Regions from separate parts of the Mus musculus genome. Here region 1 is linked to region 2. A link is a contact called in public HiChIP or PLAC-seq data. All regions are on one chromosome and are shown on one strand. The core of a region is the stretch at or near the end of the contact, and the rest is flanking DNA. Distances in the headings are between cores, read along the strand shown.

Region 1 (2,700 bases), core at 201-2,700, 79 kb before region 2:
GGTTTGTATATGCTTGGCCCAGGGAGTGGCACTATTAGGACGTGTGGCCTTATTGGAGTGGATGTAGCCTTATTGAAGTAGGTATAGCCCTGTTGGAGTAGATGTGGCCTTGTTGGAGTGGGTGTATCACTGTGGGCATGGGCTCTAAGACCCTCATTCTAGCTTCCTAAAAGTCAGTCTTCTGCTAGCAGCCTTCAGATGAAGATGTAGAACTCTCAGCTCCTCCTACACCATGCCTGCCTGGATGCTGCCATGTTCCTGCCTTGATGATAATGGACTGAACCTCTGAACCTATAAGCCAGCCCCAATTAAATGTGGACCTTATAAGAGTTGCCTTGGTCATGGTGTCCGTTCACGGCGGTAAAACCCTAATTAAGACAGTGGGCAACCAGACACCTTGGCTTTTTCTACATAAAGTCAAGTTGTCCCATCAGTTACTCTCCCTCCCTTCAAAAAATAGAGACCAGTCCTTTTCTCAAAGATATCTCCAACAGAAACTGCAGTCAAATGCCAGTATTTTATTTCATATTTTCTTGTCTGAGATCTTTCTCTAAGACCTTTGCCCGTTTTAAGCCTTTGACTCTTCACAATATCAACACTGTCTATAAAAACAAAAACAGGAAGGCCACATATAGGACCCCTCTGGGTCAACATAAGAAATATCTGAATTCAGATTTGAACCCAGGTACCTGGCTTCTTAAAATTCCAAGCAGGCAACACTGCCCCAGAATCTTCTTGATACCTAAAATCCAAAGGTCACTGTCACAAACATGAATATCAGGGGCTCAGTGGCACAGCTGCAGAATGGGAGAGACAGACAGGACCAGCAAGGCCAATGTCCAGGATATGGTACAAGAAGAGTGCCTCCTCCCCATATCATGCAGACTTCTCCACACTCTGAGTAAGGGACTTCTATTAGACACCCCCCCACCTCAACTACAACCCCCAAAGCTCCCACCCCTCATTATCCTCAGAGCCCCAGCAGTCCCTATTGTGTGGGGTAGACTCCAATGCTCCGGTGTAGCATAAATGGCCAGGCACGGATTTTCAGTCCCCACTTGGCTTTGCAGCCTTTGGTCTCTGCTGTCCCTTCGCTGACAGGCAGAGCCCTGGAGGACTGGAGCTGCTACTCAGGCATCCACCCTTGGTGCCACACACCATTCAGCTATTGCATAAGCTCCCGGGGGGCATTTGACACACCGTTTGCCTGGCTCCAGCTGCTGGTTCATATGCTCTTTGGTTCTTCCCCAAAGTCCGGGCTCTAGAATGAAGGTATCCTGGTTGTTTTGCTATTGTTGTTCATTTGTTTGTTTGTTGACTTGACATAAGCTAGAGTCATGTCAGAAGAGGGAAATCACAACTGAGAAAACACTCCACAAGATCAGCCTGTAGGCAAGCCTGCTGGGCACTTTTTAAATTAGTGACTGACGTGGGGCAGGTGAGCCAACCTACTGTGGGTGATGCCACTCCAGAGCAGCTGGTCCTGGGTGGTATAAGCAAGCAAGCTGAGCAAGCCAGTAAGCGCGTTCTCTCATGATTTCTACATCATGTCCTGCCTTGCTGCCGCAGACCTTCTGGGTCCCTGTGTCTGCGTGGAACGGGGTCTCTCGACGCGGGTGGGCAAAGCGTGGATGAATGACAGACAGACACACACGCAGGAGAGTTTGTGTGGAATCTGAATGTAATTTTACAACTCGAACATCAGACTTTTTATGCAGAGGACAATAAGGAAGTTGGGTGACATATTCGAACGGTACAATTGAGGTAACCGGAATCTTACATAAAACAGAGGAATGTAAACACAAAAGGTCTAACGGGAACCACCCAGGATAGAATACATTGATAACAGCTGGGATCAACAAGGGCTCCACCTAAAATTCACTAATCTTAGAAGCCAGGGTCAAGGGCTTCGCGTCCTTGCCACAGTTCCTATTTTAGTCTCTTGTCCACCTTCCCCTTAGGCCATTGTAAATAGGTGTGTATGGGTGTAACTCTGCTATAGTATCTATTCTGGTTTCTCCTTTGGTCTGAAACTTCCTTCTTTTTAAGTGATGGTAAATTCCTGTGTAAGGGAGTGACTTAGCTTTTACAATCTTGCTGAATTCTAAACCCTTGATCTTGGTCAAGGATGCCCTTGGACTGTTGGAACACTGGCGGAAGGCTTAAGCCATGTCAAAATTCAATTTTAAAAAGCACTTATAATAGGAAAATACTGAAAGAGAGCACATGGATCCATACTCTAGACTAGCGCGGTAATGGAACTCGGGAATGAAAAATTAATATATGGGTAGAGAACACTAGACTCCAGGAGGAGAGCTTCCTTGAAACTCTTTTGCCTCATGAGTGACTTTTAAGCCTTTCGGCTTGTCCAGTTGACTCGACCGGAGAGCGTAGCACCTTGCCTTCCCTCATTGGTGGAATACAGCCTGAGAGTTACAAGCTGAAGTAAATGCCTTCTCCCCGGTCGCTTTTCGTCATGGTGTTCATGTTTTACCACAGCAGTAGAAACTCTTAAGATAGCAGGCTTCTGGAAGGATGACTTCCTTACAGTGCCAGGCTGACTGATGGTCCCAAAGACATCCCTCATCAGGAAGCAAGAACTGCTACCGATGGCAAACGAGGTGTTCAAACCATATGGAGGTGATCCTTGATCAGCTGTTTGGAAACTAAAGGTATCCATGGGCATTACTAAGATGGGAA
Region 2 (2,700 bases), core at 147-2,646:
ATATAGTTATTGTGTATTTAAATAATATGAAATCTTTTTTTAAAAAAAGATTTATTTATTTTAATTTTATGTGTATGGGTGTTTTACCTCTATGTATGTATGTATGTATGCATGCCAGCCATATGTATTCAGTGCAGTGCCTGTGGAGGTCAGAAAAGGATGTCTGATCCCTTAGAACTGAAGTTACAGATGGTTCTGTGCCCCCTTGTGGGTGCTAGGAACTGAACCCAAGATCCTCTATAAGAGCGGGCAGTGCTCTTAACTACTGAGCCATTTCTCCAGCCCTGGTGTGAAAAGTCTGTGTTTAGAAGCGTCGCACACACACTTACTTACTTATTTTGTATGTGTGCACATTAGCATCCTTCTGTGGCACGTGTCTGGAGGTGCCAGGACAGCTTTTGGGAGTTAGGGTCCCAAAAGAATGAACTCAGGTTATAAGCCTTGGGGGCAAGCGCCTATCCCTGCTGAGCCTTTGATCCGGACACGTGTATGTTCTGAAACAGTTTGTCTGTGTATATTATGCATGCAATGCATTTTGGGTATCTTCCCGTCTATCTCCTTTCACACCCCTCTCCCACTTCTGCTGAGCCGAGACTGGCTCCCCCGCCCCCCATCAGGCCTTTTTGGTTTTGTGCACCTCCGTGGAGGTCAGAAGAGGATGTCCATCAGGGTTGTCTGTGTGAGAATGGGTGGAGTTACTTACATTACTAAAGAAAACGCCTCTCCCTTCCCAGAAGGCTCTATTTTTAATGGTTTCAGTTTTCATTTCCTCACTTTGAAGAGTTTGGGATTTACCTGATGTATGGTGTAAGAAAGATTTAATGGTAACTTTGTTTCACACAGTAAGCTGGTTATCCCAGCACAGTTCCGGGAAGAAGAGCATTCCTTCTAGACCCCGGTTTCTATTTCAGTGGCCTGTGTTGTTGTAAACTTTCCCCTGCAGCAGTTTCTCATACCCAGCGGCATGTGTGGCCTTGCCTTTGGTTGGATTTATTTCCTTTACTAAGTAACTGTTTCCATGGTAAACTCTGTGAAACAAAGGGTTTTCAGTAAGGTGTCTCCCAGCTCTGTCTACCCATTCCTCCCTGGTGTTTTTTGTTTTTTTGTTTTGTTTTGTTTTTGTTTTGTTTTTTGTTTTTAAATAGATACACTCTTTGAAGTTACTTTAAGGATTGCAGAATAAATCTAGAAAATGAAGTGGAAAGATAAACCAGTGTGCCAAGAAGATAACGGCCGCACATGGTGTGCATAGACTGCTTTAGTTGGGAGGCCCTGAGGCTCTTTAATCAGCCCTTCGTCCCCCTCAGCCCCTTCCCCAAGCTCTCGGGCCCAGCCTGGCCTGCTTTCCTCTGGATGGCAGTTTTCTTCATGCTGCTGCATTGTACTGAGAGCCCGTGTTCTGATATATGAAACCAGGCCAGGGCCTTGGAGAACAGCCTGTGTGCGTGCCTTTTCACACTTCCTGACCACACCCGTGCTCGGGCCTCTCATTCAGGAATTCATCTGGAATGGCCTACTTGTGGAAGACTTAGCAAGGGTACAAGCTGTGTGCTAGAGTCAGATTTGTAGGACTGTCCCAAGTGTCACCCATAGCGGGGCCACCTCAGACTCCAGTGCAGGACTGGGCCAGCTCCTCGTACGACCTGGCAGTTCTTTACTGGAGGAGGAGGCTCTTCAGAGTGATGGGCTTCAGGAGGAGCTGGGCTGGGGACACTTGTGCTGCCAGGAAATTCAGGAACTCCTCTGGACCCTCGAGTTTTCAGTGTTGTAGAATTAGAATGAACTTGAGAGCAGTGGACCACCCTGTGTGAGGAGGGGCACTCGACAGGCAGCTCGTATAGACAGAAGGCTTCTATGGACTGCTTCCTCCTGTTGCCCCTAAAAGCCATTGAGGGCTGTCAGCTACACCATGAGCAGCCGAGGACAGCCACCCAGCTGGTTAGACATCGTAGTGACGACCTTAAAGGGCCCAAGACCTCTCTGTGTAACACCACCAGGAACTGCTTCTGAAAACTTATGGAGAGGAGGAAGCAGGCAAGAACTGCATAATCTATCTCGAGATTTCCCACTGAAATTACAAAGAACATTGAGAGGTCTTTATAGTATTGTTGGTTCCTAAATCTATCAGCATAGAATTAAATACCAAAAAAGTCCCTCAGAGCTGTAGTGAGTTGCAGCAAGACCAACCAAAGATATTAATCTCACCCAGTCCCACTCTGTATTCCCACGGCTCCCTTCCTGGTTGGCTTGCTGAGAAGGTGACATATACCCTTCTTGAATTTGCCAGACTGTTCTACTCAAGCTGCTGCTCTGGCTGAAGTTCCTGCCTTCCATCTCCCCTTTCTACCTTCTCTTCTGACCCCAGCCCCATCCTTACTAGACAATCACATCTTCTATTTAGTGGCTGGAGAGTGTGGGTTCTCTGGTCCCCATAGCTGCCATCTTCAGCGGGGCTCTCTATCTGGTGTCCTCTCACTGTGTGGTCTTACACCTGTTTGTTTATAGGGACTGGTCTAGATCTTGACAGAAGCCTGGCTCCTTATAGGACTCTCATTTCAGCTGGAAGAGCCACCCGGAAACTAGGTCCCTCTACATATAGCTCATTATCACCCTTCATTAGATCCTGACTGCTGGTAGCTGGGATAGACTTGGATAAATATTTATCTGTCATCTTTATAAATCTGGATACCACTGCTGAAA

Evidence for each region. HiChIP or PLAC-seq counts read pairs in DNA pulled down with a chosen protein or histone mark.
Region 1: a contact with region 2 is called in an H3K27ac HiChIP or PLAC-seq map of embryonic stem cells, with 16 read pairs. The contact joins two enhancer-like sites. A contact is called at or near these places in 2 of 15 datasets of contacts at CTCF or cohesin (large pre-B cells and pro-B cells), 5 of 484 Hi-C or Micro-C datasets (ECoMG myeloid progenitors, Th1 cells, embryonic stem cells and 1 more), 2 of 115 datasets of contacts at active chromatin or transcription factors (both in embryonic stem cells) and 3 of 9 other capture datasets (adipose tissue, liver and pancreatic islet).

The regions. Positions count from the first base shown.
Region 1 is chr13:56,193,166-56,195,865 of GRCm38.p6, reverse strand. It overlaps a transcript of Gm31657 not described here. Among named protein-coding and RNA genes, the nearest start is that of Tifab, 16 kb to the right of the region's middle. Within about 2 kb of position 1,450, at least 15 of the 459 cell types and tissues checked have an H3K27ac peak or open chromatin away from gene starts, as enhancers often do. A contact at or near this core is called in embryonic stem cells, where this site is marked.
Region 2 is chr13:56,114,342-56,117,041 of GRCm38.p6, reverse strand. The region is part of intron 2 of Macroh2a1 (macroH2A.1 histone); the gene reads left to right. Gm31485 (a long non-coding RNA gene) reads left to right here. Exons shown (of 2, transcript XR_382468.4): 1 at 1-2,700. Among named protein-coding and RNA genes, the nearest start is that of Gm31485, 5.4 kb to the left of the region's middle. Within about 2 kb of position 1,396, at least 91 of the 459 cell types and tissues checked have an H3K27ac peak or open chromatin away from gene starts, as enhancers often do. A contact at or near this core is called in embryonic stem cells, where this site is marked.